2 separate regions of the Hordeum vulgare genome follow, and region 1 is linked to region 2. Evidence: chromatin contacts called from public Hi-C data. All regions are on one chromosome and are shown on one strand. Each heading gives the region's core, a stretch centred on a gene start, on an enhancer-like site or on the middle of the called end of the contact. The rest is flanking DNA. Distances are from core to core; before and after follow the strand shown. Region 1 holds the start of LOC123437294 (MADS-box transcription factor 56-like). Region 2 has its middle 35 kb from the start of LOC123437294.

Evidence for each region. Hi-C and Micro-C count contacts between places; a contact is called where the count stands out from the background.
Region 1: a Hi-C map of seedling shows a contact between it and region 2, with 2.3 times the contacts expected there. The contact joins the promoter of LOC123437294 here to the enhancer-like site in region 2. A contact is called at or near these places in 2 of 6 Hi-C or Micro-C datasets (leaf and seedling).

The regions. Positions count from the first base shown.
Region 1 is chr1H:362,445,050-362,451,479 of MorexV3_pseudomolecules_assembly, reverse strand. It overlaps LOC123437294 (MADS-box transcription factor 56-like), which reads right to left and starts at 4,678. Exons shown (of 8, transcript XM_045115699.1): 1 at 4,486-4,678; 2 at 4,121-4,380. The coding sequence starts at 4,305.
Region 2 is chr1H:362,408,667-362,415,006 of MorexV3_pseudomolecules_assembly, reverse strand. No RefSeq gene overlaps it. Among protein-coding and RNA genes, the nearest start is that of LOC123437294, 35 kb to the left of the region's middle. Within about 2 kb of position 4,741, at least 3 of the 3 cell types and tissues checked have open chromatin away from gene starts, as enhancers often do. A contact at or near this core is called in leaf and seedling, where this site is marked.

The DNA of each region.
Region 1 (6,430 bases), core at 3,429-5,928, 37 kb before region 2:
ACACATTGGTATTGGTATGCTCACTATTTAAATTACAATGGATGAAACTCTAACGGTGATTTATTAATTGTAACCATATTTGGATACTATTTTGCTAACTTCAGCCGTTGGATATCATTTGATAATCCAGATTCAAAAGTTTATGTGACCATATGAGGATCGCATGGCTGAAGTAACTCGTCCCAGGGATAAATAAGGCCCTGTTTGGCTCAAAGCTGACTCTGCCATGCATAATGAATAGTACTACGTGATTACCCTAAAAAAATAGTACTCCCTCCATCACACAATATAAGAGATTGAGGGAGTACGTGAAAAATCACATGCAACGTGTTCTTTAGTTTTACTTGTCTAGGTTAAGTAGCCCTATATCTGTTGCACTTTTTCTCTTGCGAGTAATATCTGTTGTACTTCATAAATATGCGTGTCAATCTTTTTTAAACCCATGCATCAACCTTTGACAAATGTTACTCCTATTAATCACCACACACATTCGCATAAATTGAGTACTATATTTTTTGTGCATTTGGCACACCTATTAAATGGATTACTTGTGACTGTTAAGCTGCGTAAGCTCTGTCTCCAAACCGAAAGTACATACTCCCTCCATTCCTAAATATAAGTATTTCTAGAGATTTCACTAAAAAACTACATACGGATGTATATATACATATTAGAGTATAAATTCACTCATTTTTTTCCGTATGTACTCCCTAATGAAATCTTTAGAAAGACTTATGTTTAGAAACGGAGGGAGTATATACGTTTGCATGTACATGAGCACATAAATCCAAATTAATCCATTTAGAAGCCAAATCAGTCTCACAAATGAATGCCATAGCCAGCCTTGATCGGCTAAACTGTAGAAGTGTTAGACTGTAGAAGTTAATTTGACAATGCTAAAGGGGTATTGATATTTACACTATGGTCGGTTATGATTATATATCTTTCGTGATACAAAGGGGCAGTGTGTCAATTAAGACAATCAATGTGGCAATAGTGTCTTAGAATTGGTTAAGGTGTCTCCAATCCATAAGTAGACATTACACAACTGTAGAAATAGTTGCGCCACATGTGCAGGAAAATCGGAAAGGCAAGGCAATGTTTATTGATTAATGCCCACCATATATTACGATAGACCTTATTACATATAAATATTTTCAAAATATGTGGATAAGAACAACCTAAATATTAACCTACCAATATAGCACCAGATAAGATGGGGAGGAAATGATTATTAATGAATTAAACAAATTATTCATACTCAGCCAATAAAACGATCACTTATTTGGGGAAAATAATAATTATAACTAATGCTCTATGTTTTGTACAATTACTCACCAAAATATAATTTCATTAAAGTGGACATGGAGACAACATTGCATGTGATATTTACTAAATAAAATCATTTTATATTCATATGAATATTTCCATTAATAATTTCTATAATAAATAAAAAACATAGTATAATAAAGTAATTCCCTTCATTATGTAATTGTTAGAGACCTATCATTAACTTTTTGGTAAGCATACAATATAGAAATCAACACTTTATCTTACAGAATGTAGTCTAATTATATCCATATGAACTAGTGTGAGTACCACCTGAGCATTTTTTTATGAGTTAAAATAATAGTCTAATAATATGAATTTTTAGCAAAATATAGGCAACACTCTATATTTGGTTAATATAATTGGATTCATTTATCAATGGAGTTACATAATAGATAACATGTTTGTTTTGAAGTGTGTGAAACCAATGTTTGCCTGTATTGCATATAACTGTTAAAAGATACTCAAACTAGAAAGTATATTTAACATGCCAAACGATCGATGAATATACAACTCTAACAATGTACAACTTATTTCGTTTAGTATTTTTATCATGCATGGTTGCCTGCTCTCAAATTATATATTTGAGAAATATCTTTTAAGATTCAATGAAAAGCAAGACTTAGAGAACTAATAGTAATTGGATTAAAAGAAAAAGGAGCTTTGTGTTCTCCATGCATGGAACCTTTCAGATTAATTAATATCATTACCAAAACAGTTCCTTTCTAAGTTCTAAAACACTAATTGGTTATAGTAAACCGTTCCTTAGTTACAAGGGAGTTATCACGAATTACACAATAATTAAGAATCTTGAAGGAAAACAAATAAGAAAGTACTCCCTCCGTCTCATAATATAAGAACGTCTCATATTGCGCTTACAATTCTCAGCGCAAATAAAAGTTCACACAGAGTTGAAGTACATCATATATGGTACATCATGTCTCATACATGGTACTTACGAAATCAATTCACTCGTCCCTACTTCTCTCTCTGTGTGTCTCTCGCACATATATGCACACATAGACGTGACACCCATCTGCTTTATATGGTCTTGTATATTTGAGGCTATATCTTGGTATAAGCTTATGTTACTGGGACTTGGTTCTTTTATAGACAAAGAAACTAAGTCCACAAAGCATGACGAACTTTACAGGCATCAGCTTTGCCTCTACAACTATTTCTTACCAACACGAAACATCTAATTGTGTTGAATGCCTGAATACATCTCTAACTTGCACATATTATTTGTTGTATGGCTGTAGAAAATATCCTTTACTCATCCTAGTAAAAATACAGTTTGCATGTTAGCTTCAAGTAGAGAGATGAATGTGGTGCATTGTTGGCTGCTTCTCCATCTGGACATGCATTGCTAGCTAATTTCCTAACATGCGTGCATATATAACTATATATGACAAAATTAATAGCAACAAAAGGGATGTACGTACTGTTATTACCGCATTTACCAACTGGCTATGCACGACCCTATCTGAAGGCCTACCTACGTTTGATCGTGGTTTGGTTCAGTCACAGTACTACAGCCAAATATTAAGATATGCCTACATACTTGGTTGGGAGAATTGATGTGTTTAACAGTGTTAATTAGCAGGGAAATTCTACCAATATGGAGATAGAAAAACTACCAAATTATGGCTAGACCATATGTACTGAAAGTTTGTGCCAAAATATTGAAAAATGAGCTTTCATAATATACATAAATGATTGAAACATACTACTATATGATTCCATACACAAGTTTAAGGTTTGATTAGCCTGCGGCCTACCAAAGTAAGCACTCGATCGTACACTTAAATTAAGACGAATCAGCTGCGGAGGGTCAACGCATGAAACCGTCCAGGCCCAGGCGAAACATGCGGTTTTCTGCTCAGGATTAAACTAAAGCTCGTCAAATGAGAAGGACACCCGGATCAGAAAGAGCTCCCCGAAACTACAGTATCGCATGTACCACACAGCCTGACCAATGAGCGTGAACGCCAATCGATCATCAATCAAGCAAGAAATCAGCGTACGGTGGCCACTGTGACCACTGACCCGGGTCACACAGGCCATACCTCGAACGGAACTGACGCGACTGGAGAGCGGAGGAGAAATCAGGTCAAATCAGCGGTGGTGCTGCGATAAATTAATTATTACTTTGCTGCTATAGGTGATGCTCGCAGTCCCGAGTCCGGACATCACATGAGCTTTTTTCTCCATTTCTAGCCGCAGCCTCCCTTCCCCGACAGCACCGCAATTGCCGGGCACGCGTGGATCCCATTGGCTGCACATTAATTTCCCAGCCTGGATCCCATTGGCTGCACATTAATTTCCTTGTCCTTCATGTTTAAGAACCTCTTTGACTCGCTACCGCCTGTGATCGAACGGAAAGAAAGAAGGAGAAGAGAGGCATGGGAGGAGGCAGGCGGCGAGGCTCCATGAGATACTGCCGGGGAGTGAGAAGGAACTGGAGAAATCTAGGGGAAAAGAAAAGCGAAAGCCAAAAGGCGCGTGTGTGTATGTGTGACAAAAGTGTGAGAAGGAAGAGAGGCCTCAAAGAATGTGATGTGTGCTTTTTTGATTAGCTGTGTGCACCGAGAGTCCGTACGGACGCTTTGGGGAAGAATGGCAGCAGCTACAAGAGTTCCCGGCCTCCAATAATGGCAACCGCAGCCATTGCAAAGGCCCCATGAATTAACCAAACCAAGTACCCAAGCACAAGCAGTGAGCCGATATCAAACAGCAGCAGCGGAAGCAGGGAGACTAGATTCAAGATTTGCCGTTTGCGTGGGCGTACCTGTCGGCGCTGGCGAACTCGTAGAGCCTGCCGCGAGGGGAGAAGACGACGAGCCCGACCTCGGCGTCGCAGAGCACCGATAGCTCGAAGGCCTTCTTGAGCAGCCCGTTCCTGCGCTTGGAGAAGGTCACCTGCCGGCTCGTGGCGTTCTCTATCCGCTTCATCTCCGTCTTCCCCCGCACCATCCTTCCTGCCCCTGGCGAGGCTCGACCCGACTCGACCGATCCACTCTCCTCCGTCGGAAACGGGCCAATCACCAGCTGCACAGCGCGGTTAGAAACAGACCGATTATGTGAGTAAAATTCTAGCCGGCGGAGATCGAACTGCGACAAAAGCGGGCAGATCTGAGAGGGCAGGGAGCTCACCAGAAATGCCTAGGGAGAGGAGAGGGGTGGGGAGGGACGGCGCGGCCGCGGCTTCCCTTTCTGGTCCCTGCCCGCGTAGCCCGGAGAGGAAAGGAACGGGCGTGGTGTGAGCTGGGTGCGGGGCACTGTGCACTGGATTTATAAGGCAGAGAGAGAAAAACTCGGCTGCTGATTAGTGGACGGGGTGGGGAGGCGGCCGGAGGAAGGGCAAGGTATGGATCGAAGGGGTAACAAAAGGAAGCGACCCGGCCAAATAAAGAAGGCGACTGCGCGAGGAATTTCCCATCCTGGGAAAAATCAATCAGGGGACCCGCCCAGGAGCCACCGTTGGAGCGCCATTGGCCGTCGCCGTTTTTTTTTTCCTTGTTTCCAGGTTCGCGGATATTAAGGTGAAAGTCCCGCCGGAGGATGACGATTTTGTGGTCGCGACCCCTAACTCGTGCGTATTTGCAGCTAAGTTTAGCCTGTGTGGATGGATCTCTCGTGCTTGGAAATGCCGCATAAGTAAGAGCATCTACAGCCGTGACAGTAAATTTGGATCCTCATATGTCCGTTGACATATCCGGACACGTCCAACACGACTCATCACATCTTAAATTTGCTCATTGGCATCCGAATAACTTGTAACTTAACTTTTAAATTTTGAAAAAAACATCCATAACAGAAAACCTACATAATATGTAGATCAACAATAACCTACATTACCTTAGTCTTCAACGGAGATGTTCACGATCTACGTCCCCGGCTCTGAATACATTGATCGACGGCAGCCGCTACTCCGGCTCCTGTGTCTCCTTCGGTTTCGCCTCCAGTTCAACGAAAGGCGTGTTGGGCGCCCCCCCGTTTTTACCGGATGAACCATCGAATGGCCTCGACATAGGCGTCATTCTGGATGGACTCCAGAATGGTCTGGTGGTCCATCATCTCTGTCGCTTGGGAAACCATGAACTGTACCATGGCATCCTCCATGCTAAAGCATGTAACAGGCGCCGACTCCTCCTCTGGCTCCACTGCGTCGTTCTCCTTCGGATTCCCCATGTCCTCCTCCTCCGGATCTGCCACCTCCGTGGGAACCGACTATCACTCCCTTCCTCTTCCTCCTCCTCATACTCTAGCTCCACCGAGTCTGGAGGTAGTTCGGCTACGATGCGGGTGGCACACCTTGCCCGAATCTCCTCCGGCATCTGGAAGTGGCACTCTGGCATTAGCATAGTGTCATGGTTTTGTCACGACATACGTCCTCGTGAAACGACTTAGTGGTGAAACCATCGCAACTATGTGGTGACTCAAAGGGGTTGATCGGGAACGAGAGACGCATTTACCCAGGTTCGGCCCCTCCGATGGAGGTAATAGCCTACGTCATGCTTTTATGTGTATTGATGATGAGATTGATTAAAAGGGTGCGGTTTCGCATGACCTAGCTCTCGATTGTTGTAACTTAAGTCTACTAGCCCTAGAGACTCGCCTTTATATCAGGTCAAGACCCTTAGGTTTACAAGAGTCCGGATCACATTATTGTCCGTGCCCCGTTAAGTCTCTAACTCGCCTTACTCCTTAAGCAAGAAAACTCCTGGCGACCTTCTCCCTTGTGGGCCATGACCCGCCATCTTGCTGTCTTGGGCCGCTGCCGGCTCCCATTGGTAAACCGCCTTGCACCTCCCACTTTCTAGGTCAGGGCCCATCTTGAGTATGAACGAAGAGCCGCCACCATCTTGACCCGGCCTCTTAGGGCGGGTCATGTGGCGAGATGATATCCCCAAAATTAGGCCCCAGATTGACTTGAATTTATTCAGGTCAATAGATTTTACTCTTAATCTGGGCGGCTCATATTCAACCCGGATTTTGCCTTCCAAGGCAGAAATGTGAGCTTCAAATATTCCGTGAAGCTCTTGCTCGCTTTGTTAGTGATGTCACCCGCCCCAAGATTTTAGGAATCTTAGTGACA
Region 2 (6,340 bases), core at 3,492-5,991:
CGACATAGCTCTGTCCTGTATGGCAAGAGGCGTGTTAATGAAATCCTTCAAGGTCATGTCAAGAATTGCCTGGTATCTTTTAGGATGGAGCCCCACATCTTCGAAGTGCTAGCATCATATCTTAGAAGGGAAAATTTGATGAAGGACAAGACAATCAAGGTGGAGGAGAAATTAGCCTTTTTCCTTTACATGTTGTCTCACAACGCGTCTTTTCAAGATCTACAACTAGAATACCAACATAGCGGGTGGACCTTCCATGAATACATCAAGTCTTTCTTCGACATCGTCCCGACTCTATCATGTCGATTTTTAAAGCATCAAAGCATCGATGAACCTCATCCAAAGATTGCTGGAGATCCAAGATTCTTCCCATACTTTGAGGTTTTCACCTCGACACTTTCACTTCTTGTCTTATCTATATCTTCAGATTTTGTATATTGACTTGCAATCAATCTATTCGCAGAATTGCATAGGCGCCATCGATGGAACTCATGTTCCTATGACTGCAACACCCGACAAAGCCGCTCCTTTCCGGAATAGGAAGGGAACTCTCAGCCAAAATGTCATGGTTGCATGTGACTTTGACTTAAATTTCACATTCATCTCATGTGGTTGGGAAGGGTCGGCTACAGATGCTAGAGTGCTCCAGTCGGCCTTGAACCGCGGCTTCAAAGTACCTGAAGGAAAGTTCTATTTGGTTGATGGTGGTTATGCAAATACCACATCTTTCCTTGCACCGTATCGGGGTGTACGATATCACCTCAAGGAGTTTGGGCATGGGCGCCATCGACCACAGAACTACAAGGAGTTATTCAATCTTCGGCATGCCGTGTTGCGCAACCATGTGGAAAGGGCCATAGGAATTCTTAAGAAGCGTTTTCCAATTCTTCGCGTTGGTACATTCCATCAAATCGAAAACCAAGTCAAGATCCCAGCAGCTGCAGCCGTCTTTCATAATATCATCAGGATGCATAAGGGCGATGAAAATTGGCTTGATAATCAACCCAATAACATACCTCCCACTGAATTTGTTGACCTTCCAGATGATAATGATCACCAACACGTTAGCAACCAAGAGAATAACATCCCAGGCGACAACTTGAGGGACGAGATTGCTAGGAGGATGTGGGATGATTTTCAATGATGTGGGATGAACTTTTTTGTAATGAGCTCTTTTGTTATGTTTGTCATGTAATAGTGAACCCTTTGTTATGAATACTTGAATGACGTAAGATTGATTCTAGTAATAATTGTTATCTTTGTTATGATGCTCTTTGTTATCATGTAATAATGAGCTCTTTGTTATCTTACATGTTCATCATATAAGATATGTATGCTAAAGGTTCTCCAAAGTTCAACTTGATGCAAAGGAAAGGTTTGCAGAAAAAACCTTCACCAAAGGCAATGAAAAGGGTTACTTCACCAAGAGGTATTTTCCATATTACCTGCGTCTCAACTTGTATCTTTTGAAACATATTTCTTTCATCTGCACTTCTCTAATACTTGTGCTTGTGTAGTTGACAAGCCAAGGGCCCAATGGAACCGAGGACTTGAGAAGTCTTTGGTGGATTTGCTTCATGAGCATGATGATCCCTGTTTTAGAGGTGACAATGGCTGGGGAAGTGAAACATGGAACCAGATGGTCAAGCTATTCAATTGTAGGAATTGTGTGAACTTTACTAAGAATCAGATCCAAGAGAAGGAGAAAGAAATGAAAAGGGACTACAGGGCTCTAAAGGAGGCTCGAAGACAAAGCGGTGTTAGCTGGGATGATGTTAGATGCACACTAATTGCCGATGAAAACCTTTGGAAAAATATGATCCAAGTAAGTTACTTTACCAACATTGCAATGACAGCTCCATGCTTGAAGTTGGTATTATTGTGGTATTAATCATTTTCACTATTCTTGTTTGTAGACATGGAAAAGAATTGGAAAATTCAGGAGAGGATCTTTCCCCCTATATGACAGACTAGGCGACTTATATGATGGTAAGCATAATTTGAAGAAATTAATACTGCTGCTCCTAGTTAGGGTGGAAGCCATTTCCTCCATAAATTAACACTTCATAGACTAGTTCTGTTACTAGTTCTGTTAGGGTGGAAGCCATTTGATATCTGAATTTTGCAATGCAAATGCAAATGGAAATGCACCAGCTCCCAATACTGTTAGGTATATATAATTCATTGAAAGCAAAAGCAATCATAGTAGTTCTACAGCAGAATTAACTGAAGTTGCACATGGGCCGCAAAATTTAACTCGTCAAAAAGCAAGACACGGAAGAGCAAGACACTGAACTTTGCAAATTAACTGAATTTTAACATTTTGCTGCTAGTTATGGGTGTTATGTATGGAGAAGCATAAATTTTAATGCTTCTCAGTATGTTCTTTGTGCAGGCCATACAGCTGAAGGAAATTACAATTTCATATCTTCTGAACCATCACATCAAGCTGGGCTGTCACAAGTACCAGGTATTACACAAGTGGAGGATGAGACTGAAGAAGAGCGGGTAGAAGAGGTAGATGCTGATGAATTGCAGATCCTGGAGGAAGAGGATATTGCTGCTGCTAGAGTTGGTGAAAAGAGGGTTGCAGACGCTGATCCTGTAGGAACTGATGAACAAGTTAGTGAAAAGAGGGTTCCTGCTGCTGCAAAAATGAAGCCTCGGAAGGAGGCAAAGAAGGCAAAGAAGACTGGAGATGCGATGGTGGAAGTGATGCAGCAGTACGTGAACATAAAGAAGAAACAAGCGGAGGATGAAATCGCCCTGCTGACAAAAGAGAGTGCTGGATCAACAAATGGGCATGAATTCTCCATCAGCAGGTGCATTTCTCTAGTGCACAAGATGGGAGACATCGCACGCCATGAGAGAGCCAGAGCATATAAGGTGTTCAAAAATGTTGAGAACCGTGAAACCTTCATCACTTCCGCTGCCGAGGATGAAGCGAGTGCAGTCGAGTGGCTTCGGAGCGAAATGGATGAGTTGGCTACCTAGAAGAGGTAAACTTTCTTGGAACTTGAATATTGGATCGGTTCATAATGTTCTTGCTTGCTTGGTTTGGTTCTTGAATATTGCTTGATATTAGAGTTTCTTGCTTGCTTAATTCAGCCAACACATGATTGGTGAACACATATTAATATGCATCACAGTAATTGGAATGTCCACAATAATCATCACAGATTTTGGTCCATAAACTTTTATGCATACATGCCCTGCTTTTGAATCCATGCATGCCCTGCTTTTGGATGCCGCAAAATCATTTTTTTAAGTCTTTGGTGTCGTTTATCTCATCAGGATTAATTAGCTTGATGTCTCCCAAGAAGAGACAAGAGAGAGTATATATGTTCTCTTCTAATATACATATATATGTAAGTTCAGTTAGCCTTGCTAAGTTAGGCAGGAGGTGCATGTGTTAGGCTGTCTAAGTTACATAGGTAGGATAGATAGAATTATCATGATCTGCAAAGCAGCAGAAGAGCTTAGCATATTCAAACTGCAAAGAACAAATGAATATAAAGTTCAAAGATCAAGGAACAAGGCCATTTTTTCTTACTTTCTTGCAAGGCCAGGATTTTAGTGTGTTTCTCCAGACCTCTCTCTCTGTTTTCACTCTGAGATGCCAGTGCTATATCAAATCCTTTACGCGAAGCTTTTCAAAATTTTCAACATGCAAAGGCTTGTCCTTTTTTACATTTTTGCCTTGGGTCTTTGTGTCACTGTTCTCGTTCTCACCGATACGATTTGGACATGATATCGTGTCAACCCAGCTAGTTTTCCGTACTGTGAACATGAACCGCGGAGGAATTACATGTTTAAGCCTACAGAAATTGTGTTCTTATTTTTCAATCCATGCATGATTTATTCCCTCTCTATTTGTATGTCGATAACACCATCAACCCAAAGCTGCAGTTTCAGTTTAAACGTAGAGCAGGCACTGAAGGTACTGTGCAATCTTCAGCACATATATAGCCATTGCTCGATATGTTGTTGTTTCTCTTGCGTGCTTCCAATGGTGGATGGATCAACTTCTGATTTATACTCCTTTGCTTTGTTTTTGTAGGTGTGTCCCTTCAGCCTTCATGTTCATGAGTTCAGAAGATCACGACGATTCTTTGCCTTTGATGAAAGTTCCACCCCGTATGCGCTGCTTCCATAATTGACTTGTTATGATGGCATGATCTTTTTCTTTAGCCTAGATGAGATATTCTTGGTTTATTTGACTCAATGGTGTGAAAAATGATGGTGATGTTGCTGGAATGAACTGTTGTAATTGACAACTGTCATAATTATTTTTATTTGGCCCAGATGTGAAATGATGGTTGTGATAAAAGTCACATTTTTACATGCTGTTGGTGTGATAAAAATTACATTTTTATTCTATTGTGCATCCAAAGGCTATCCCTAGCCAAACAACAATTTTATGTGTTTGAGAATATTGGGGCTGGGGGTGGGAGGGAATGTAGGGGATTGTAGGGGATTGGTGAAGGGGAGGGATTCACCAAATCCGTGAAAATCCCCAGCCCCTTTGGGGCTTGAAAGCCTCCAGCGCCAAACAAGGCCTGACCGGGTGCAATCCCATAAAACTTTCTTTTCCTCCCTCTTCCCCAAATTCGCCATCTGCACCCGGGAAAACATCGCTGAAAACCTGGCCCCGCATGAATGAGGACCCATCAATCATGTCACACGTCTGCTACAAGTCGCAGGCGCAGCCGTGGGGCCCTACAACGAGCGAGGGCTCCCGATCCCGGAAAGGGTTGGTCCTCATGTGCGTGTACGAGGGCGGAGGATAGGCCCCCCTGGTCGTACGGAATAGGCCGCTGCGACGGCGACACGTACGTGGGGGAGGGCCTCGGCCGTAGCATCGGTATCCGCCCGACCGGCCCCGCCGGGCGGGTGTAGTTGGCCATGTACGCCCTGTACTCTCTCCTTCTCCCTCCTTTCAATTCTTTATTATTTCTTTCTCCCTAACTCCAACCATAATCTTACATGTTAACAAGTCCGTTAAATCCTCTCGCTCAAAATAATAGTAAAAAGCTGGTTCTCCACATGCCATAAGCTTAATCTGGATGCATGTTCTACAAAGAATCCGGATGCACGGAGCTGCATGGTTTTCCTTCGACATTTTTTTGCACGTAAGTTTTTCCAATGTCAGCGCAAAATGTATTCCCTCGGTTCCATATATAAGATGTCTTTGAAAGAAAAAAAAATGCTTGCTAAAACGTCCTGTATTATGAAACGGGTTACCAACCAAAACCTGATTAGGGAATTAAAGAAAACCTTAATGAAAATAGTATTTCGCATAATCCCGTAAGTATGCGTCGTCATAAAAACTTATACCTCGTAAGTACGTGCATATCCTTAGATACATGTTTGCAGTGCATAGCTCTTTAGCTCTCCACATGCCATGACTTCCATGAATGTCATTTCATGCAAAAATTGTCAAGCACACAAAATATTTGTCAAAGTTTGCAAAATAATCAGACTTTTTTGAATTTGAGCTCGGACGTAGAAAAGGGTCTTCTCAATACACGAGGACATGTGATAGTTATATTAATGCATGAAGCAACCTCTAAATATTTTTTGCAAATGGTCATCAAAATTCTCTTTGGTCTGCCCTTGCCCTACTAAATTTTCACTCCTTTTTTATTGCAAATGGTCATCGAAATTCTCTTTGGTCTGCCCTTGCCCTACTTGGCCTTTGCTTCACGAAATGCCTTGCTTGCTCTCCCGCTATCATTCAATAGTGGAACGTGCTACTTTAGGTCCTTACACCAATAATATGTGACTTTACGTCCTTAGAGCAATAATATGCCACCAAAGTAAGTGCTAGAATTTAACTGATGACACATATGCTGCCACATTATTCGTACTCCAACTCTTGTGAGGATAGGGATGCTGCTCTATAAGACAATGAAGTAGTTCATCCCCAAACTATCTCAATATTCCATGTCTTCCCTTTGGTATGTGATGTAAAGCCATAGGTCAATCTTTGATGTGCCAAGAGCTTTCAAACCTTTTAGAGTTGTTGGAGCTGTTCCCTTCCTCCTTGCCATCCATATCACTCATTTATTATCCGCGGTAACTTAGAAATTGGTTAACCGGACAACACGTTATCTATCGATAATTCTTTTCAGAAACCATTCTTTGGCACCACTTTAGACTTAAAGCAAACGTGCCAACACAAAAAAAATAGTGTTGCGGTTGTCGAGAGCGAGCGAACGAACCGCTCCCGCTAGAAGGCGATCGCCAGGAACTGCCCTAGCGACACCGGCCGCCACCGGTCCCTGCCTCCTCCGTTGCCCACTCCGTCGACGTGAGGAGGTGGGGACCACGGCGCTGC